Linked DNA regions of Mus musculus: regions 1, 2 and 4 are each linked to region 3. A link is a contact called in public Hi-C, HiCAR-type and HiChIP or PLAC-seq data. All regions are on one chromosome and are shown on one strand. Each heading gives the region's core, a stretch centred on a gene start, on an enhancer-like site or on the middle of the called end of the contact. The rest is flanking DNA. Distances are from core to core; before and after follow the strand shown. Region 1 has its middle 82 kb from the start of Gm31759. Region 2 holds the start of Ttc27 (tetratricopeptide repeat domain 27). Region 3 holds the start of Fam98a (family with sequence similarity 98, member A). Region 4 overlaps Ttc27 (tetratricopeptide repeat domain 27).

Evidence for each region. A called contact is a pair of places that touch in the nucleus more often than the background predicts. HiCAR-type assays count read pairs that join an accessible place to other places. HiChIP or PLAC-seq counts read pairs in DNA pulled down with a chosen protein or histone mark.
Region 1: a FOXA1 HiChIP or PLAC-seq map of pancreatic cancer cells shows a contact between it and region 3. The contact joins the enhancer-like site here to the promoter of Fam98a in region 3. A contact is called at or near these places in 1 of 39 promoter capture datasets (hippocampal neurons), 5 of 115 datasets of contacts at active chromatin or transcription factors (astrocytes, cardiomyocytes, fibro-adipogenic progenitors and 2 more) and 1 of 9 other capture datasets (liver).
Region 2: a contact with region 3 is called in a HiCAR-type map of astrocytes, with 5 times the contacts expected there. The contact joins the promoter of Ttc27 here to the promoter of Fam98a in region 3. A contact is called at or near these places in 3 of 39 promoter capture datasets (embryonic stem cells, hippocampal neurons and pre-B cells), 7 of 484 Hi-C or Micro-C datasets (the G1E-ER4 cell line, Th1 cells, centrocytes and 4 more), 9 of 115 datasets of contacts at active chromatin or transcription factors (the NIH/3T3 cell line, Th17 cells, astrocytes and 6 more) and 3 of 9 other capture datasets (adipose tissue, liver and macrophages).
Region 4: a contact with region 3 is called in a Hi-C map of nephron progenitors, with 2.5 times the contacts expected there. The contact joins the enhancer-like site here to the promoter of Fam98a in region 3. A contact is called at or near these places in 1 of 39 promoter capture datasets (embryonic stem cells), 1 of 15 datasets of contacts at CTCF or cohesin (the NIH/3T3 cell line), 1 of 484 Hi-C or Micro-C datasets (nephron progenitors), 2 of 115 datasets of contacts at active chromatin or transcription factors (bone marrow-derived macrophages and extraembryonic endoderm stem cells) and 2 of 9 other capture datasets (embryonic stem cells and macrophages).

Annotation. Positions count from the first base shown.
Region 1 is chr17:74,865,701-74,871,640 of GRCm38.p6, reverse strand. No RefSeq gene overlaps it. Among named protein-coding and RNA genes, the nearest start is that of Gm31759, 82 kb to the left of the region's middle. Within about 2 kb of position 4,635, at least 75 of the 459 cell types and tissues checked have an H3K27ac peak or open chromatin away from gene starts, as enhancers often do. A contact at or near this core is called in fibro-adipogenic progenitors, forebrain and pancreatic cancer cells, where this site is marked.
Region 2 is chr17:74,714,512-74,720,486 of GRCm38.p6, reverse strand. It overlaps Ttc27 (tetratricopeptide repeat domain 27), which reads right to left and starts at 2,737. Exons shown (of 20, transcript NM_152817.4): 1 at 2,476-2,737; 2 at 1,676-1,853. The coding sequence starts at 2,575.
Region 3 is chr17:75,550,174-75,555,518 of GRCm38.p6, reverse strand. It overlaps Fam98a (family with sequence similarity 98, member A), which reads left to right and starts at 3,573. Exons shown (of 8, transcript NM_133747.2): 1 at 3,573-3,778. The coding sequence starts at 3,726.
Region 4 is chr17:74,782,051-74,787,394 of GRCm38.p6, reverse strand. All of the region lies in intron 12 of Ttc27 (tetratricopeptide repeat domain 27), which reads right to left. Among named protein-coding and RNA genes, the nearest start is that of Ttc27, 67 kb to the right of the region's middle. Within about 2 kb of position 1,459, at least 11 of the 459 cell types and tissues checked have an H3K27ac peak or open chromatin away from gene starts, as enhancers often do. A contact at or near this core is called in nephron progenitors, where this site is marked.

The DNA.
Region 1 (5,940 bases), core at 3,386-5,885, 680 kb after region 3:
TGGTAGGATTTGGCTGATGGCACCATGGGACTTTGGTTCCTTGCCTTCTTCTGCACTTTGGAGGTTGCAGGCCCTCCATGCCTCTCCACCACGGCGCCTTACGTTATCAAAAGCAGACAGGGAGCTGCTGAGTCTCTCATAACTTTGGGAGAAACATCCTTTCACCATTGCCAGGATTTTATTGTAAAACCACCATCCTCCAGGAAAGGGGTTCCATAGGACTGTAAATGCACCAGACAGGGATCTCTTGGTGCCATCTCTGGAGGCCTGTCTGTCATCTCAGTATTTCACAGAATTCTTATTAAAATTCACAAAACTCACAGTGAAATGAGGAGGAATTTTCAAACAATTATGGCCAAATGACCTGACAGATCTTGGGATCCATGCAGAGAAAGAGTTCACTCCATGGAACGTCACAGTCAAGGATTAAAAATTGTGTCGGTGAGTACTGCCTTAGAGAGATGGGGTCCTAAGATGCAGGGGACTGGGCAACCACAGAGCTCCTCCTCACAGTGAACACCCATCCCCTGCATCCCCAACCGCATGCATGGCTGTTTGCAGAATGAAGCTCTGCCAGTCTCCTTCCATTCAAATCCTCAGCCCTGCTCAGGGCCCGGACACTGGAGTTGTGTGTGGATGAAATAAGATACTCCGTCTGGTTCATATCCTTCCCAGGAGTGCTTCCTTCACATAAAGAATGTGCCAGCTGCATTCCTGAAGATGGGAAAGCAAATGCTGCCAGGACTGATTTGGGATTCTTGGAGGAACATCGTTAGGACAGACAGAAGAGGGACAGTGAGACAGGGGGCAATGGGATGAGTGTTGGTGACGATTCATAAAGCACTGTGCCTTTGATCTACAGGTCACCAGCTATTAATGGATTGCCCTGAGACATCCCTCCCCTTGCCATATACATTCTTGGAATTCTTCCAGAAAAGCCTCAAACCTTAGGGTTATCTTTTTCCTTTGTGTAATGCACTGGTCTTCCATTTATCATCCCTATGCGGTCGTGGGTAAAATTTCACCTTTTTTGTTGTTGTTCCAGATCCAGGCACACATAAGCACTGTCCCTGTAACTGATGCTTTGTGGATCCTGCTAGATATGCCGATCAGTAACTTCTCAGACAGCTCAGACAAAAGTTACCACCCAGCCAGAGCTGTGAGGCAGAGCGTCTCATGCACGGCCTTGCTAGTCAACTTGGCCTTCAGACGTTATCGCTGAATTTTTCCATCACACGACAGTGCCTGGTGGAAATGCCACAGGATATTAAACATGTCAACACCACACTTTTCAAGAAATGTGAGAAGCTGGCTCCAGCCACTAAGATGAGCATGCTCAGTCAGTGAGTAAGGCCCAGCCTCCCTTAGGTTAGCCCCCAGCGTTTCCCCAGACACCAATGTGGAAAGGCATAGGCTCTGGGCTGAAAGACATCAAAGAAGGGAAGAGTCTAGAGTACAGTGTCAAACAATACAAGTTATGCCAGGGAGTTAGCAACTTAGAGTTGTGCAATGTTAAACTCTTTGAGGAGAGGTTTGGTGGTCGGGGTGAATGGAGAGATTAGTTATATGCAGTTCACTTTGGGTTTCTATTGTCAAATCTCACTTCGAAAAGCCATATACTTTCTCTTAATGAGAGGGTGGGGGCAGACAGATTTAGAGAGACAGAGAAATAGGCAGGCAGGCAGGCAGACGGACGGACAGACAGGGGTGGAGTTGGGGCTGTGTGAACCACACTCCAGAGATCATACTGAGTGCGGCCACGCTGCTGCTCACGTTTGGAGTTTTCCACTGTGAATACAATACACATTTGGAACAAGGCACAGAACAAAACCACTCAGCTCAATGACTCATGGCACAAGAACCACATTAACCGCCACCCCAGTTAATGAAGGTGACTTTGCTACTCCCCAGAGCCCTTTATGTACCTCCCAGCCAACACCCACCTGAACCCACAAGAGCAACCAGTTTCACTCACCCTGAGGTAATCACTACCTCTCCTTTTTTACTGACTTAACACCAAGCACGAGGCAGTGAATAACGTAGCTTAATTCCACTGCTCTTTGAGCTTCTATTATGTCCACAGGGGGAAAGAAAGCATGCATACAGGGTGTTAAGAAATCCACCGATGCTGCTGTGGCTGTAGGGAATTCATTATCATCGACGCAGACTGTTGGACTGCACGCCTGGTCCAAGTCTACCTCTGGTAGACGGGTGAAGGGCTTCTACCCGGGGCCTCTGATGAACAATGCTGCTGCAGACAAGCCTCTGTGAGAGCTACGGTCCACACATGGACAGATTTGCACTGTGTGCATCTAGAGCAAAGTTGGTGGGCTGTAGGGTATGCACAGCTTCAAAAGATCGGCAGGGTTTCTAGGAAGAGTGCTTATATAAAGCTGTCATTCCCGGCAGTCACTTTCCTCTCTCAGGAGCACGTAGTAGGTACTGCCACTTAACCATTAGCCACTGATAGAGTCTGTGCTCATCTCTGATTTTAATTTCATGACTCAAGTTGAGTCTTAGCACTTGTTTTGTATTTATATTTGGCTATTCCCTTTAGCACAATGCTCAATTCTTTAGTTGGGTTGTTTGGTTTTCTTTCTTTTTATTGGCTTATAAATGCCAGGCACACACAAACACCTCACCCTCTCTCTGGCGCTAACCATCTCCCCCAGGTAGCCCAGGCTGACCTCAAATGTCTAATCCCCCTGCTTCAGTCAGCCTCCCAACAGCTGGGATTATGGGAACGGGCCACCACACCTGGCTCCTTGTCACGTCTTTAAACAACTTCTAACTTGAATGTAGGCCAATCTTTTAAACAACTGTCTCTGCCAACCACCAGCATGGTATAATGGAGGGGCTCAGAGGCCCCACCCTCTCTGGGGAGCTACTGACAGCTAACGGCTGCTGAATGACAGACTGGAAGTCATTTTCTTCATGACACAAGCACTGGTAAGTTACCCACACTTCAGTAAATAACCTCACACCCACGTGACTGCAAATATCCCTAATTAAGTTCAGTGGGTTGTTAAAACAAACAAGATATAAAAATGGGGGGGGGTCTTGTTAGGGAGAAGCTTTAGAAAGAGTGGGAGGGGAGGGGAGGGGATCAGAGAGGAGGAGAAGGAAGGGGAGAGGGAGAAAGAGAGAGGAGGAGGAAAGAGGAAGAGGAGGAGGAGCGGTGGGGGGAAGAGAGGAAGAAGGGGAAAGGGGGAGGCACTGCTGAGACATAAGCCTGTCTCTGGCCAAGCAGCTGTAGAATTACTGAGACTGCTTTATCAGCCCTGGCACCAGACTTCCTAGAGGCCGACGATTTCAATAAGTAGCGTTGAAGCTCCACAGACAACTGAGATATTCTGCACCATCGTTTCTCAAAATACAGGGCTATGACCGCCCCCCTGCACCCCCAAAACACACCAGGGATTATAGAAACTGGAGCCACGCTGCAGGTCGCCCTCATCCAGGGACTTCACGGCCCCTGAGAACTGACAGATCATCAGCAATGCCCGTTTCGATGACACCAAGAGTTACTTGTCTTATCTGCACACAGAAAACTTCACCTAAGTCCTCTGATAACTCTGGCTGGCCAGCAGTTGAGGAGACTGAGGCTCAGGGAGGTTGGGGGGCTCGACTGTGGCCATAGCTAGGAAGGGATAAAAGCTGGGCTTTCAGTCTAGTTAATCCAGGCAGTCAACTGCCCACTTCATCTTATAGAAACCTGTTATACATTAGCTGTACCAACTAAAGAGGCCTGCCATGGCACTGCTGCTCATGCAATACCAGGCTTTGATACCCTCCTCTCCAGTCCCTGCCCACAGCCTCCCCCCTCCTGATTGTTTCCCCATCCTTAGTCTCTTCTTCCTTCCGGCCATCCATCCGTACCACCTTTTCCCTTTATCTTTCTAACTTGGCTCCTTTCTTCCTTTACCTAACAAATAAAATAAAATAAAATAAAATAAAATAGTCCATCATTCTCCACTGCCCCTTTCCTTAGCCTCACCCTCAGCCCAGAAACAAGGGAAAGCTCGCTACAGATGGAAACCCAGAGAACAGCAGGGCTTTGCAAGCACTAGACCATGGGGAGCCCTAGGAGTCTACAGCTAGCATTGTGCCAGTGGTTATCATCAAATGGTTTCTTACTTGCCCTGTTTTTCTGTTACATATTTTCATTTCCAAAGCCCTGATGCCTCTTCTTGGCTGCTGATGTTATTATATGCCTGCTCTACAAGGCTATAGATGAAGACACAGGCCTGAGAGGTTATGAGTCTCTGAGTCTCCTGAAAGCACACATTGGCCTGTGAGCAGCACTAACTCTATACAGATACTGATAGCCACTTGAGCCCCCTGTCTGGAGAAAGTTAGCCATGCGTGGGTTAGCTCCTTCACTTTGCTATGATTTACCATCCCCTCCCCCTTTCTGGCAAGAACATCACAAAAGATTAAAAAATGGCTCAGAGTTACCATTCAGAAGACCATAATAATATCAGTTTTCCGCCTTGTAGCCCTTGGCAGGACTCCCTTTTCATAGATCACAATGTGGGCACAGGGCCAGGAGATGGCGAGGGTGACTCACGGGTCACTGCAGTTTATAAGTCAGAATAATAAAAGGGAAGGCAGATCTGACATCACTGGCAAGGGGAAATTTTTTGGTGTTGTGTTAAGCGAACTAATTACAGCCAGCTCTGCAGAACGTGGGAGGAGGACAGTGTGGCTGAACAAAGCCAAGCCCAAGGAAGGGGCAAAATAAAATAAAATAGAATAAAAATTGCCCATAGAAAGCCAAACTCTGATACTGCAAAAGGAGTCACATAATGCATTAGCGGCTGTTTGTCCGAAGGTCAAAGGAAAAACTAAAACAGTCTATGGGCACAGATGTTGTTAACCAGGGGGAGGAGAAAGTGTACCATGCCAAGTAGCAAGAGGTACACCCAGCCACACAGCCCAGGGTTTACACGGCCTCTGCTGCAAGCCACACATCTCCACTCCTGCTAACTGAAAGCACAGAGGAAACAATTCAAGAGCCAGCTCAGCTTTTGCGTTCTCCTGGTGAAGAGCAAACGAGCCACAATTATTATTAGGTCTTGGCTGTGAAAGGCGGAGCCCAAGGCTACCTGCAGCCCACGAGGATTATGCTCTTATTAGTATAGTCCTGGGTTTAGTGGCAGCGTCTGTCTAAGGAATACAGCTACTATATTTGAGCGCATACCTGAGTAAGCAGCATGTTGATTGAAGTCTATCTATTTATAAGCTCTCCTGCGTGCTGTGAGAAACCCAGCTGCATTGCCACAGCACGGGCCCCTCCACCCGAATGAAGGCTCTTGGCCATCTCACTTCAGGGCCTGCTGAATGAACAGGCAGACAGGAAGTGTGTGGCATCCACTTCGGAGATTTTATTCCTCACTCTTGGCCAGGAGAGTTCTTATCTAAACAGCAACTTAGGTTGACATGGATGTTATAAAAACAAAATGGAAACAAAAACCAAACCCTTTTCATTGGGCTCAAGTACAGCTTTGAGCTGGTAGAACTACAACTAGTGGTATAAACTGGATAAGGTCCTGCAGAGCCCGAGCTACCAAGACCTGAGGGTACGTCACAGTCCTCAAACTGAGTCTGGGAGGTAGTAGACCGCAGCATATGCTCATCAATTGTCCCACGTTTCTGAGTGGGTGGCACTAACAACACACCCAATAGGAACAAAAGTGACATGGAAAGTCTATCATTTTCTTCAGCGTTTGGGTCCCTCGCTATCATGATGAAGCTTCACATAACAGAGGGCCACGTGTTCCGCCCTTAAATGAGCCAGAGTAGTCTACAGGGCTCTGTAGTTCACTTCCACTTGTCTATACTCACTCAGGGTCCTAGTTAAATATGCTTCATCTCTGGGAAAAGGCTGACAAGGAATTTACTAATTAATAATCCTAACAAATCATAGGCTATTATCAA
Region 2 (5,975 bases), core at 1,488-3,987, 830 kb after region 3:
AAATAATGCATTTGTGTGCAAGCATGTTGTATACAGGGAAGGAAGAGGAGGGTTGCAAATGGGCACCACTAGGCTAACTTTGCACAGTACAAACACATCAGCCAGCAAATAGGAATCAAGGAGAAAGCCAGGCCTCATGCTGAAGCCTGCAATCCCCACTAGAGGTGAGACAAGAGGATCACAAGTTCAAAGCCACCCTGGACCACTTAGTTTGACCCTGACTCAAAAGAAAAAGTATAAAAAAGAGCCAGGGATATAGATCAGTGATAGAATGCATGTCTGTTGAGTGAGAAGCCAGAGGCTCAATTCCAGTAACAAAAGAAGAAAGAAGAAAAGAACCAGAATAAAATATAAGCTGGGCATGGTAGTATATAACTATAATTCCCAAATTTGGGAAACTACAACAAAAAGATTATGCATTTGAAGCCAGCCTGCAGTTCACTGCAAGCTGCGGGATAAATGAGGTGATGCAGCAAGACACAGTCACAAACAACAGCAAAATCATGAGTGACGCTAGCAAAAATTAGAAAAAATGAGACAGAACTGCATTAGCTTGAAGAATAAGCAGCAGCATCCATAGTGACTATGAGTTATGCCTTTACTTATTTTTGCAACCCAACAACCTCACAAGATACTTGGTTTATTCCTCAAACAATTATATGAAACTTAGTCTGTAAACACCAGGGCAGAATGAAACTGTATGCATCCTAGATGGTTAGGAATTTTGGCCAGCTGTCATGGGTAGCTGAGAAGGGGAAGTGTTACCAAGCATACAATAATAAAACAGATGCCTCTAGAAGGCTTAGATCTGACTCATGTGCAGACATCCTAATGGAAGAACGTTAAACTGCGGGATCCATGATAAACACATGCAGTTCTCTCATCTCGCCAGAAATAACAGTCCAAACACAATAAACACAAATGCAAGTATCTCTCGGGAACCTAGAAACAGCAAGACTCAAGGTACATCTACCCACTTAAGAAAATGAACTCCACCCCCCCCCCTTTAAAGTGCATGCCTTTCATCCCAGCCTGTGGGAGACAGAGGACATAGATCTCTTGAGACTTCGAGGCTAGCCTGATCTACAGAGTGAGTTCTAGGCCAAAGCTACATAGCGAGACCCTATCTCAAAACAAAAAAAGCAAACAAACAAAAACCAACAAGCAACATAAAAGGAAAAAGCTGATGGCTAACACTTATCAGACCTTCACACTGGGATGATTAGCAGTGACCACCAAGGATGTGTCCTTCTAATACAAAACTCATTTAATCCTGCACCACTCTCCTTTTCCATTCTAGATCTTCTGGGCCAGAGACCTTACAGAGATTGCTTGAGACCAGTTATTTCAACAACTACTAAATACCAGGGCCTCACAGTGTCAAGGTGCTATAAAAGTTGATATTAGCCTATTCATTTATTCATTTATTTATTTGATTACATGAGTGTTTTGCCCAGGTGCATACATATATACTACACATGTACCTAGTGTCCATGGGTTAGAAGAGAGTGTTGGATATCCTAGAACTGGAGTTGTACAGTTGTGAGCCACCAAGTGGATGCTGGGAATTGAACTTGAGTCCTCTGAAATAGCAGTAAGTGCTCTTAACCACGAAGTCACCTCTCCAGCCCCCACCTAGTACGTTTCTCTGTGGAAATTTCAAATAAAATACTACCTTTCAATTTCTTCCAAATCTGTAGAGCAATCCAGGAAATTCACTATCTGCTTCTCCAGGTAGCTGTCAATCTTTTCTTCAGCCATCATTGTTGAATTTAAAATAGTTTGTGTCGTTGAATGGAAGAACAAAGCCTCATAGCTCCCTTCTAACAGCAATTCTAAGAAAACTCCAATATCTGTAATATTAAAAATGAGTCCAGTAAGGCAACAGAATTTCTTAAGTATAAATGATAATCCATTACATAGATACTTTAAGATGCAAAAGATATAAACAGCATACTGGCTGTATACTTTTATTCTACCAACAAATATCATGTCTCCTAGAAGTACAAAACCTACAATGACAGCAAACAATGACAATGATTGATGATGACGATGATGATGATAGGCATACTACCCTTCTTCAGGAAATTCACAAAGATTCCAATTGACACCGGAAAGTTGTCCTTCCTATCGTCAATATTCTCACACACACACACACACACACACACACACACACCGGCCCCAGGAAGCCAATCCAAACACATCTGTTCTCTCATGATTCCCTCACATTTCCCCCAGGCACATGTTGGTCTCAACATTTTTACAACACTGACTTTTTCCTGCTGAACTCTCTTTCACTTGTCAGTTCTACATTAAAAAAAACTCATCTCGTCTCTTTCGGAAACTTCTGTCACATGAGCAGATCGCAGACCATCAAGCGAAACTCCCTCACTCTTGACACCTCCTATGTACCCAGGGCTGGCATCCTTTGTCCTCACAGCTCTGGCACTAACCTAAAGTGCGCAGCGCTCTCACCTGAACCACAGATGCCCTCCTGCTTCCAAACCAGCCGCTCCGCCTCCGTGGAGAAGCCCCTCAGAAGCGCCAGCTCCGGCGTCCACATCATTCCCGGCATCGCTGCACCCGATACAGTGTCCCACTAAGGAGGAGAAAAACGAGAGGAGGAGGGTCCAAAGTCGCCGGCGTCTTGTTACGACGGATAGCGCTCACAAACTTAGACTCCCATGTGAGATTATACATGCATGGAGGCAGCCATGACAGCAACGCAGAGCATCATGGGAAAACAAACCCACGCTGGAGCAGCTTCCTTCTAGACGACCAATCGGAGACTCGGTTGTGAGCATGCGCAGACTGAGTAGTGGAAAAGAGTTGGGTGGGTCGGTCAGCCGGTCGCAGTAACCGGGAGTTGTTGCTAGTGGAGACAGTTGAACGCAATCCTGCTTTGGAACATGCGACTACCTGAGGCAAAGTTAAGTCCTTGGAGGTTAATAACTCGAGCCTTTTCTCCCCAACAGACGGAGCGCAGGCTGTAGAAGTTACTTCTAATGGAGCCCTTGAGCCCCAGGCTAGAACGAACTTCCTCGGCATAGGCTATAATTTGGATGATTCAAAGTGCAAGAAAACCAAACTCGAAGTGTAATCTTAGCACGGAGGAGGATGATGCAGGATAGTTGCAACTTAAAGGCCAGCCTGAGCTTCGCCCTTAGTTCCAAGCTAGCCACCTGGAGAAATGGCTCAACAGAGGACAAAGTTCTATTCCCAGCACCCACAAGGTGGTTCATAATGGCCTGTAACTCCAGAACATCGGTTACCGTCCTCTAGCCTCCCAGGCACAAGACCCATAAATGGTACACAAACATAGCTGCAAGCAAAAAATACTCATAAAATAAAGGCGGCGGTGGTACATGTCTTTAATCCCAGCACTCTGGAGCAAAGGCAGGTGGATCCTTGAGTTCAAGGACAGCCTGGTATACAGAGCTAGTTCCAGGACACCCAAGGCGACAGAGAGAGACCTTGTCTCAGAAAACAAAAACAAAAACAAACTAGAAAAAAAAAAGAATAATTTCTTTAAAAGGGGAGAAAGGTCTGGTTTTGATACTGTCATCACATAAACCTGGCAAGAGCCTGGAAGTTTCTGCAATTCAGTCGATAGAACCCAGAACACTTTGCTGACGTGGAAAAAAACCTGCAAGGAAATATATCCTCCCACAAGTGTGGCAGCTGCTGAGCAGAGAGTTGGCTGTTTGCCTCTTTTTTTTTTTTTTTTAAGAGAATAAATGTTTTCTTTCTCACTCTGCTTCACTGTAGAAAAACAGCCTGTGCAGCCCAAGGTAAAATTAAGACAGTACTAAGGACTGTCCTTCACCTGACATTATACAACACTCCCCTGTGCTCCTGGGCATTTCTAGTGAGAAGGAGGTCTTTTGATCAAGACCCTGGAATAGAGTGGGTGAGTTACAATATTATATGACACAACATTGTTACCTGAAATAAGGAATCCATATAGTCACTGATTTTTTGGTAGGGTCTCACCAAGTAACTTCTGCTGACCTGGGACGTGCTATGTAGACCAGGCTGGACTTACACTTAGAGCTCTGCCTGTTGGGAGTGCTGGAGTGCTGAAGCACTGAAATTGGAGGGTGGTTCATCAACAAATCCAGCTTCATAACTTCTTTGGTTGGTTGGTTTGGTTTTTCAAGATACGGTTTCTCTGTAGAGCCCTGGCTGAAATGGAACTCACTCTGTAGACCAGGCTAGCTTTGAATTCAGAGATATATGCCTACCTCTGCCTCCTCCTGAGTGCTGGGATTAAAGGTGTGTGACACTGCTTGGCTCTTCTTCACAACTTTTAACTATAAATAATCTCATTGCCAGCTCTCCTGCTCTCACACCCTTGGGGCTGGCACCACCAGGGCCAGCTCCACTGTGTTGTCCAGGTGAGATGCAGGGCCCACTCTCCAGAGTGCTTCAGCCAATGTGGGGGGGGGGGTAGGGAGAGCTCTCATGATCTCATGCCTCCAGGGCCAGTTTTCCCTGCTACCACAAGTTGCAAGGGGACAAGGAGAGGGTATCACCCCTACACTCATATTACCTCAGATGAGTGGCAGAGCCAGCTGTCCAGTGCTCTTGCCCTCGGGACTGGCTCTCCTGCTCCCCCTCTACCAGGGCCAGCACTACTGTGCTATCCAGAAGAAGTGCAGGACCCACTCTCCCAAGTGCTGCAGCCAGTAAGAGGCAGGGGCAGCTTACTTGCTTTCATGACCCTGGGGCCAGTTCTCCCAACTCCTGCAGGTAGTGATGGGGGGGAGGCCTTCCCCACACCCATGCCACTTTGCAGCAGACAAGTGGCTGGGCCAGCTCCCCTGCACTCTCACCCTCAGGGCTGGCTCACCCACGCCCCTGCCTCCTGGGTCAGCTGTGCTGTGCTGTCCAGGTGAAGTACAGAGTTCATTCTCCCAAGTGCTGCCACTAGCAAGAGATGGGGCCAGCTCTCCAGAGCACCACATCCAGTAGGGTACAGGGCCAGCTATGTACAAACCCTGAACATTTTCATGGTGCCAGTAGGCTGCCCCAATCAGGGACATCCCCGTGTTCTCTAGTGGTAATATGAGCCACAGATACCAACACTGACCCCTGCCATTATGTAGCCACAGCCTCAGACATGGCCCTCCGTGGCAGCTTGGGTTGGGGCCTGGTGGCACCAGGTGGCAGGGCTGGCCACTCACAACAGGCTGTTCCTCTCCTCCCTCAGTCTCCAGTTCCATCTCTCTTCATAATGCTCAAACTGCCCCACTTCTCTTTCTCTCCCATCTGACCACCACATGCTCACACATCCTGCTGCAGGCTGGCCACATGACTGTTGGACCCTGGGTCACATCCTCAATCCATGATACGTGGTGTGATAGCAAGCAGGTGTCTATGTCCTGCCTGAGCTGTGTGCTGGAGAGCAGGTCTGTGGGTGGCATGGTGGCTCACAGGTCTCTATCTGGCATCCTCCTCCCTCACTGCCCTGCCTGGATTTGAGTTGATTTGATTTTTTTTTAAAGATTTATTTATTTATTATATGTAAGTACACTGTAGCTGTCTTCAGACACTCCAGAAGAGGGCTTCAGATCTCGTTATGGATGGTTGTGAGCCACCATGTGGTTGCTGGGATTTGAACTCCTGACCTTCGGAAGAGCAGTCGGGTGCTCTTACCCACTGAGCCATCTCACCAGCCCTTGATTTGATTTTTATGAGTCTTTAGCATAAGACAGCTTTGGCCACCAAGCCAGTACAAGATCAACACCATTGACAACGAGGTATGTCTTTGCCCAATGTCATGGAGGTTGTTCTTTTTTTTTTTTTAAAGCATTGAACACACCCATAGCAAAGGACAACTTCCAGGAGTCACGTCACTCCATCCACCACGTAGGTCCCAGAGATTGAACTCAGGTAATCAGGCTTGCCAGCAGGCACCTTTACCTGATGCCGAACCATCTCTCTGGTCCTTGATAATTCTTTATAAAAAAAAA
Region 3 (5,345 bases), core at 2,324-4,823:
GTGGGCTCAAGTATTTCACTCATTATGACAAGCCTTTTTTAAAACTGTCATGGTAGCCGGCGTGATGATGCACGCCTTTAATTCCAGCACTCGGGAGGCAGAGGCAGGCAGATTTCTGAGTTCGAGGCCAGCCTGGTCCACAAAGTGAGTTCCAGGATAGCCAGGGCTATACAGAGAAACCCTGTCTTGAAAAATGTAGTCTCCCCTCCCCCAGCCTGAAACCTGCTTGCTCAGGGGTGGAGCTTCCTGCTCATTCGGTCTGCCACGCCCACTGCTGGAACCTGCCGCTTTGCTGTTCGGAGCCACACACGTGCTCACCTTTCTACTGGATCCAAGATTATTCGTGGGGGGGGGGGGGGAATCGGGTCCCCTCCCCCTTCCTTCATAACTAGTGTCGCAACAATAAAATTTGAGCTTTGATCAGAATGAATTTGTCTTAGCTCCGTTTCTTCTTTCGCCCCGTCTAGATTCCTCTCTTACAGCTCGAGTAGCCATATCAGTCTAACTGTTCATGTTGCGAGCTGCTGGCGGCCGCAACAGAAAAACCAAAACCAAAACAAACAAACAAAAAAATGTCATGGGAGTAATCTCAGGACTTGGCTTGCTGCTTTGTTAGTAGTTCCTTATATACTGCTTGCCCAAAATACTTGCATGTAATTAAAATTGTATAAAAAGTGGGTTGGAAAATAAAAAATTGCCTTCAGTCTCAGAATTGACTGGGGTCACGCTACAATGTTGTCTGTCTTTTTTATGTTTTAATCCTCACTCCCGCACTGGAGAACCTGTAGACTGACTGAGCGGGCTTGGTCATAGGAGCACATTCAGGAGCTTCAGAGAAAGCAGTGATGAACATAATGTACTTTGCCAGGGTCCCTGGCTGACATCATCAGCTGTCTGAACTCCACAGGAACTTCTCATTCTCTCCCTGGCTCAGTAAGACTGGTGGTCAAGACCATGAATGGCTACATTACATTATAACTGGGATTCATATGCACCAAGGTGGCCCAAAAAAAAAAAAAGGCTCAGTTCCAAAAAGTGCAACCCAAAGCAAGCCTGGACGTGGCATGAACCAGCATTTGTCTGCTTGAAGCCTTTAGTCTACTGTTCAGAAATGAAGTGTGTGCCACTGTGGGGCTCTGTGAGTCCTCATTGGGTTGGTCAAGATGCCAGATACAAAGTCTTTGGGTTTATACTGATTGACTGACTCTCTAGTCAGAAGTGGAGATTTCTGACACAGTAGATCACCTGAAGAGTCTGCAAACACAAGGAGATAAGTGGGCTTACACACCTGCAACTCACAGAGTTGTGATCCTGGAAAGAGCTGTACAAGTTCTACCACACTATTGTAAATCTTTTTTGGAGAAGCTGAGGGATGCTGAAATAATCCTCAGCTACACTGTTAGAGTAATATGTTTATAAAATTCATACTTAATAAGGTAGGATACTCATGTCTGCATAAAGGTGTTTATAAAAACCAGACCACAGATTGTTTCTGGAATCCTTTGTTGAGTTACAAAAGTTAAAAAAAATGGCAACATTTGAAACTGTGACTGACAGTACATCATGTTTCTAATGATAACCTTTGACTTTGCTTGATTTTCTTAAAAATTAAATGTCAGCGTTTAAAATAGTCTTGTGTAACAAGGCTGGGGGTCTGAGTTAGGAATAAAACCTTTTCTATTAAAAAACAACCTTTCATTGTTACTGTTTTTAGCACATTCAACATTTCCATGATAAAGAATCATTTTATTAAAATTATGTACAATATATACAGGCATAAAAAAATCAGATAATTAATTTCCCTATCTTTTCCCATTCTGCTTTTAATCCTTGTCTGAACAATCAAGTAAGTGTATGGATGCAAATACACTCAAGTTTCAGAATGCACTAATTGTTTACGAATGCTAAGGATCAGAAAGACACGGTGCTTCAGGTTGCTCATCTATATAATGCAAACAATGTTCATACAGCATTATAACCCTATACAATAATATGTTGATGCAAAATACTTTTTTTTCTTGATCCAAATATGAGTGACCATGACCCAGGTACAGACTCAGACTGCCCCACATAACATGTGCCAACACAGAACTGGTTCCACTGTCTGTATAGTTACACAATACCAACTCATAAGTCAAGGGATTATTTCTTCAGATATATTGGTGGGGACAGCAGGTGAGAAGTTTACAGTGATGTGGAGAGAACTTAGCTGTTATCTGATGACACTTGTGGCTTTGAGTAGGCAGAAGCTAATTTGGATGTTTACACATCCCAAAAGTTTTACCTGATAGCCAAAATGAGGTTAGGTCACACAGGATGGGCCAGGGTGGGCTCTTAAGGGGACTAATGACAGTCTGACAGAACCTTGGCTCTGGATTTGCAACTTTTCCCAATCAGGAAATTAGAATCAATGAATACACCTTGAAGAATATTTAACTTTAGGGGAGCTTTCTTGGAGAAGCCAGGTCGCTCATGGGTCAAGAGGATAGTCACTAGAACAGTTAGTGCATAACCTTCTCCCAACCCATGTTACACAAAATAAATAACTAAACCATGAATTACTACTGACAGAGAATGCTTATCCATTAGACATGAAAGTGGAAACTACAAAATAAAACGTAAGAATAAGTTTAAAACCAAATGACTACACAATATAACAACATGGCAATTCATAGATAAATATGATTTTCTAACTACATCATCTCTTTGAAAACGATTTCCTCCTTATTCAACAGTTCTTTCATAATAGAAAGCTACACCCAAGCATGGGTGGCCAAAAGTAATGACAACACTGAGCATGGTAGCAGATGCCTTTAATCTCAGCACTGGGAAGGCAAAGGTAGGTGGAGCTCTGTGAGTTCACAGCCAGCCTGGTCTGCATAGTGAGTTCCAGGCCATCCATGGCTCTATAAAACCCTGTATTAAAAAAAAAAAAAAAAAAGTCAACGGAGACAAAAAGTTGATCCATTGTCTAAACTGCATGTAATCAAATATACCCTATTGTATTCGATATGGAGTTATGCCCTTTCCCGTTAAAACAAAATGCGTGGTGTCTGGGGCAGACTCAAGAGGACAGGGACAAAAAAAAAAAAAAAAACTTTCCCTGGAGAAACTTTCTGAAGCATCCATACTGAGGAAAGCCACTTCTCTAACCGTGGACTCCAGAGGCTACACTGAAGAAAAATCAAATGGCATTTTCCTGGCTTTCATTGTTTTTGACCCGTCTAACCCCGCCCTGGGCTGTGGCTGGGAACGCACAAATTTGCCCTTCTGTGGTGACTCGCAGGTGAAAGGAGGACACGCATCTTCAATACCACAGCTGTCACTCTACAATCCCAGGCTGGATCCTGCTTCTGCTCCTCCCGCGCCTGCCTCGCCCCAAGCTGTGCACATGCGCATTCCAAGAGCTCCGCGCCCCCTGGCTGAGTCTCTGAGTCTCCCAGCCTCGGTGCCACGCCACCTGCCTTCCTGCCCTTCTTAGGGCAGCTAGCTTCACTACCCCATACTGGGCACGCGCACACCCGGCCATTTTTTTTTCCTCGGCCGGTGAGGTGGGGGCAGTGGGCGGAACCAAACTGCTTGCGCACGCTCGGGGCATGCGCAATACGGGGACTGAGGCGCCAGCTGTCGACTTGGAAGTTCCGGGGAAGGAGCGCATGCGCTAGGGTACGCGTTGCCGGCGAGAGGGCAGCCTGACGACTCGGAAATTTGAATACCACAGTAGCATGGAGTGTGACCTCATGGAGACTGACATCTTGGAGTCGTTGGAAGATCTAGGGTAAGACGGCGGGGGCATGAGTTTCTGAAAGTCCACTCTGCTAGAGCCCCGGCAACTCCTCGGGCGCCCGGTCGGAGCCACCTGCCTTGCCACTCCGCACCCGACTCCCGCCGGAGCTTCCCGCTGCTGGCCCAGGGACCCCCGGTGCCACGTCCACACCTACCCTGCCCACTGGGCTCCGACGGCCCTCGTCCTCCCCGGTGCTCCCCTACAGCCCAGCTACCCGCAGCGTGTCTCAGTCATGCGTGTCATTGTCTGGGCTCCGGTTCTCACCACCCCCCCACTCCCCAAGCTTTCTCTTCTTGCCTCCCGTCCTCCCACCCTACCCCCACTTTATGGTTTGCCAAAGTTGTATCTGCTTTCCTACTTGGCCCCAAGATTCCCTACTTCTTTCTTGAGCTTCTACCCCCCACCCTACTTCTCTGTCTCTCTCTCTCTCAAAAAAAAAAAAAAATCATCTTTGCTCAGTCATCTCTGCATGCACCTAGGCTTCCCAAAGCGCACGTCTGGGCGATGCAGCCGGCTGCTCTCAAGCCCGCTCAGCTGTGCACCTAACCTTTCAACCACCTGCTTTGGAAATGACAGTCAGTGACTTCAGACCTCCAGCACAGCCTCGCTGAACTCCAGCATTCCAGGGTCATCCTCACCCACCAAGAATCAGCATATTTGCATCTTGACTCTCAGTCATAGTCTTCAGTGTTTAGGAATTTGGAAATAAGGCTTATTTATCTTGTTTGGTCACCCAGATCAAGGTGCTTAAACTTGAGAACCTAGAGGCTCTTAGGCAAAAAAAAAAAAAAAAAAAAAAAAAAAAAAAAAAAAAAAAAGCCCTGCATGATTAAGTATTTGCCTGCGAATAACTATTTCAGGATAAAATCAGCGTAGAAGAAATGACGCACCGAGGTCCTCCTGCCTCTGGCACCTGAGAGCTATGATTAAAGGAGTGAGCCCCCATGCCCTGCCGATTGTTGTATTTTTAACTATAATCCTTAATCAAAGCTTAACTTTAGGCTTTTCCATGCCATGGAAATTCTTAAGGGACACCTTTCTTTAGGGAAGGACACCTTTGAGGTAGCCAAAGCGCAACCCATGTGACTAGCTTGGTGTCCTAGTAGGTACTGACCATAAAGGAAGCTTACTAACCATCGCTGTGAACATCAGCCGCTGTGGTCATTTCTTTGAATCACATTTTGTGCATAGCCCAGACTTGGCCAACTTAGTTCTTGCAATGGGCCACACGTAAGCCTTATTCTGTGGAACGGGTGCTTTTCAACGGGTGTCTAAAGATGATTCGCTTACTCAGTAAACATTTTTTTTGTGTGTGTGTGTGTGTGTGTGTTTTGTTTTTCGAGACAAGGTTTCTCTGTATAGTCCTGGCTGTCCTGGAACTCACTCTGTAGACCAGGCTGGCCTCGAACTCAGAAATCCGCCTGCCTCTGCCTCCCGAGTGCTGGGATTAAAGGTGTGCGCCACCACACCCGGCCAGTAAACATTTTTTAAGGGACACTTGCTCTGTGCCAGTGTGGGGTTTTCCTCAGGGTATAAGTTCACGTGGAAGCTCTGAGAA
Region 4 (5,344 bases), core at 210-2,709, 770 kb after region 3:
TTGGCTGAGAGTTGCATGTTGATTGTTGTGGATTAACGGAAGGAATTAAAGTTCTAATGTGGGACAAGAGCATTCGTCATCTGCCCAGCATACAAGCAAAGGGAACTGACAGACAGACAACTATGGCAAGTCTTCCCAACAAAAGATGAGGGGACAGAGACCAGTGCGTGGACTCAGCGGTTCTGAGTGGAAAGGGCACCCTGAGGACGATCAACATGACAGACAGGCTTAACAAGCAGGCCAGTTCACTCCAAGCAGGTGGAAAGAGACAGGCCACCAACGTAAGATGGCGTTAGTGGGGAGCTGGAGAGGTGGCTCAGGATCCTTTGTCTTACAGAGGACTGGAGCATGGCTCCGAGTAACCACATCAGACAGCTCACACTGCCTGTAACTCCGGGGAACCTGATGCCCTCTTCTGGTCTCCATGCACATCCATGTGAGCACACACAGGAACACACCAGATACACAGACATGAGCAAATTTTTTTGAACTAAAAATGAAGATAAAAAGATCTGGCCTTCTATCACCAGGCCTGAGTTAAAAAGAACCAAGCACATGTCTAGATCTAACAGTGCACGTGTGAAGGGACTCACACAATGGGTTTCCTCTAACCCCAGCCAGGCTTGCCCCAACCCCCAGCAGAAAGGTTAGCTCTCAGGCATAAGTCCTACCCTGTGAGAAGGTACTCTACACCCCTGGCACACGCAAGGAGGATGCCTAGGGCAGAGCTAAAGATGGCGCTGAAGCACCTTCTCCTCTTCCCAGAGACAATACTCGTAGCAGGACAGCTTCCCCCCGGTAGTCGTGTCTCCTGGGCAATAACCGAGAGGTGCAGAGCACCAAAGCCCCATTCCTGGGCGGACCCTCCCAGCCTTACGACCTGGGCCAGCTCCTCACTAATTGCTTCTTGTATTTATGTGTGTGACAACACCAGGCTCTGGCTTGGGATTTCTCAAAGTGTACTTGCCAACACAAACACTCCACATCCACAATAAAACAGAGTAATTTAAAACAGGCCTGGTTATCCGATTAGCTGGTCACCTCCTATTTGCACTACCCAGCTGTGGGGCATTTTCAATTACTGTGCCTCTTTGGGGTTTAACTTAAAAATCTAATCTCCACTTTTTATGGGAATTATACTAACCATGTAGGCAGGCAGGTGTGGGGAGAGGACGGGCTTTATAGGGAATGAAGTTAGCTCTTGGAAGGCAAAATTTGCCACTTACCAATGTTAACCAGTAAAATGACAAAGGTGATTCATATTTTGTAGTCTCTTATAAGTAGCATGTAATGATTACAAACTGACTGTGTAAAGAATAATCCATGAAAAACGCTTAGAACCTGCATTATCTAAAAACAAACTATGGTGTCTTTATAGTTACTGTGAGAAAACTGGAGAGTCTAAAGGTTCCCATGGAAGTGTGGGCAGGAATCATACTACTGAGAAGAAAACAGGATGGTGGCGGGTGTTTTGCCATCTGGTCAGTCGTCCATGAGGAGGGCTCTTCTGGGGTATCTGCTTCCTAGGACATTTCCAACTATTTGTTACATGGACTCACAGCTCTAATTAACACAGATTAAATAGCACAGGGGAAATGAGTCAGCTAGAGGGATATCAGAGCAGTCCCCGGTGCTGAGGAGGTGATAGGAGAGAGGAGGCAGAGTCCAGACACTATAAACACTCAAAGGAGACCCAAAGAGTAACAAGAGTTAGCTAAAGGTGACAAGCATTCTAGAGAGAAGAGCACAAACAGGAACCGAGGCCACACCACCAAGCCAGGCAACCACCCGAGCTTCATCTTCCTGGAACCCTGGGAATGACATGGACAGGAGACTGTGAGGGAAAAGGCCATGGAAACCAGGCAAATCATGAAGCTGCAGCAACCTTTCACTCTCCACCCTGAAGACAAAAGGGAAGTTACTGATGGCTGGGACGGCCATGGTCAGACACTGCCTTAGAACTTGCTCTGCCAAAGAACTACAAGAAACTCAAAATCACACACAGTTATGTCCTTATCTTGAAAGACATAACTCTGCCCCTCATAAAACTACACGAAAACAAAATGGTAAGAGTCCCTGGTTACAGTAATTTGAAAATGTAGCATAATCAAGATGCAGCTATGTGGCTCAGGCAAAGCTGACTTCCCGTAAAGAAATCCTCACTCCTCCCACACGCTCACTTTCTCGCCTCGCCTCCACCGAGCTGATGTCCACTCGGCCTTTGGTGCTTCTTTAGACCAAACTAAGTTTACTCAACAAAATGAGACTTTGCCATTGACGAGAGGAAAGTCGGACACGCGAGCCAAGTAACTGAAAAATTAATGCTAACAGATGAGAGCCAGTTCTGACCCCAGGGTCAACAAAAATTAATCTTAGATATTTTGTCAATGGCCATTAAATTGTAAGAATGTCTGCAAGCAGTATTCTAAACTAGAAAGTCTGAGAACCTCCCAGGGCACGGTGTAAGCATGGCCATCACGACAATCATTACACTCAGGCATATCTCTAAATTAGCCCTTTAACATAAACTATTCCATTAAGCATTAAAATGTCAAACATCCAGTGAAATCAAAAGGTGGTGAAAACCACTGGCCGAGCACCAGAAGCTCAGCTCTTCCAGGCATACAATATGTGCTTCCAACTTGAAGCAATACTTTTTAGGGTCTATGGATAGAAAAGTGGGAGGTAGAGGACCTGAAGGCATGGCTCAGCAGTTAAGGCCGCCTGCTGTTCATGCCGAGGACATGGTTTCAGTGCCCCACACCCACAAGGAGGCTAAAGACAATCTGTAACTCCAGTCCCCAGGGATCACATACTCTCATCTGACTCCATGGGCATCAGGAGCACACCCACAGTGCACATATATACATGCAAGCAAAACATGCATTCATATAGAGGCAAAGGAAATAACTCCCTTTTAAAAAAAAAAAGAAAGAAAAAGTTCTTTGTTAAAATCAACCTTTAAAAATCAAGATTTTTGAGGAAAGTGATTGGTCACAAAACTTTACAACAAAATAAATAACTAAATTTCTTTTTGGCTTTTTGTTTGTTTTTTGTTTGTTTGTTTGTTTGTTTGTTGAGACAGGGTTTCTCTGTGTAGCCCTGGCTGTCCTGGAACTCACTTTGTAGACCAGGCTGGCCTCGAACTCAGAAATTCACCTGCCTCTGCCTCCCCAGTGCTGGGATTAAAGGCTGGGATTAAAGGTGTGCACCACCATGCCCGGTAATAACTACATTTCTAAAAATATGTACATGTCCAATAATATTTAGAAACAGAGGCATCTATCATTATTCTAAGATAATTCTTACATGAGCATAAAGAAACCTTACAATATAATAATATTAAAGCTATTAGGGGAAGCATCAACTACTTCTCTTAAGGGTTTTTCTTCCAATAAGGGCATCTCAGCTTTCCATATTTTCTGAAAGTAGTTAAATTAATATTTCAAAGCATGCTTTGGGTATTTGTGATTCACCAACTTGCTTAATTTTCTTAAAACAAACAATAAACAAAAAACTAAATAATTTTCTATAAACTACTACTTCAGTTTCTAGAAAGATGGTGAGGTGGTTAGGAGCACTGGCTGCTCTTGAGGAAAACCTGCATTTGATTCCCAGCTTCCACATGGCACCTTACAACTGTCTCGAACTCCAGTTCCAAGGAGTCTGTGTTGCCCTCTTCTGGCCTCAACAGACCCTGGATATGTACATGGATACAGATACACACGCAGGCAAAACACACATTTGCATAAAGTAATAAACATAATTTTAACAAATCTACCACTTCAAAAATGACCATATTTTCTATAGCCACTATTATTTATTTGTTAAGCAATGTAAAAGAATTACACAGTAAGGAATAATGAGACTGGAAACCAAGATATTCATTCTTCCATTCATTCCTTCTTTAGACAAACATTTGAGACAACAAATGCTAATAATAATAATAATAATAATGTTTTGAAGAAACACAGTTCTATATTTGATCAAATTTGAGATGCTATTAATCATAAGACCAATTCTTAATGAAAGAGGAAAATGCTTCAATTTTTTTCCTATTTAGTAAAGTTTGATAATTCTCTCTGCCCTAAGTACAGCATTTTCTATGGCAATATTTAGCTTAGAACATAACAAGGCTAAATCAACTTTTGATTGTTTTGTTTTGTAACCCAGGCTGGCCCTGAACTCGCTCACAGAGATCCACCTGCCTCTCCCTCTCAAGGGCTAGAATCAAAGGTATGCACCACCACACCTGGCCTTCTTCTAGTTTTGAGTCTCTTTCCCTTTTTTTTTTAGATTTATTTATTGATTATATGTTAGTACACTGTAGCTGTCTTCACACACCCCAGAAGAGGGCATCAGGTCTCATTACAGATGGTTGTGAGCCATCATGTGGTTGCTGGGATTTGAACTCAGGACCTTCGGAAGAGCAGCCAGTGCTTTTAACCTTTGAGCCATCTCTCCAGCCCATATCTTTCCTTTTTAACCCTCACAAAACACTTGGTTGTTACTTTTAAAGAAATGTTAGTGAAATTAGGAGTTTTACCAATAGAAAAATGTTGATTTCATGAATTCCTAATTTATTTCTCTACTTAGGTTCTGTCTTTTGTTTTATTTTGCTTTTGATCCAGTGCCAAATAATACTGAGATCTTCTTTTCATTCTAAGTGACAAATAAATCCTACAAATGTCATCCTGACACTGTTGAAGTGATAACATGATGTCCAATATAACCAGTGTGCACAGACCCAAGTATGGGTCACCTGACTGAGTGAGATTGGAAGAGATCACTGACTGGTAGCTGAAGTTCCCATTTCAAAGCTACCAAAATATGAGCAGGTTCATGTCGTAGAACCACAGCAACCACGCGTGTAGCATGACAAAGTAAACTCCATCTGGAAGCATGCGTTACCAAGGGGAAACCTGCAAGTCAAGCCGACCATGTGCTTCTAAAGAAGGAAACTGAGACAAGGTAGATAAAGTAACTTGCCCCACATCACAAAGTGGCATGAAGGCAAGTGAGCTGTCCAGAGGAAATTTCCCTGATCATCGAGTCCCGCTGCTTGAATGATCACTGACAGGCTCTGTGGTCTGAGCCAAGTCATAAAGAAAGAGGAGCACATCTGCTGATGTACAAAAGAAGGGGAGGAGGGGGTGGCAATGGAATTCTGTTCTGGGATCAAAATATTATAGTCTTTACAGCAAACCCTTAGTCCTACTGGAAAGGATGCTGTGCCTGGAAAGGGTCACTACTGATAATATAGCAGAAGTCAGAGGCCTGGAACCAGACCAATGACTCATTGTAGTGAACATTTGCAAGAAGGATGTCTGGACAAAAGGGCATA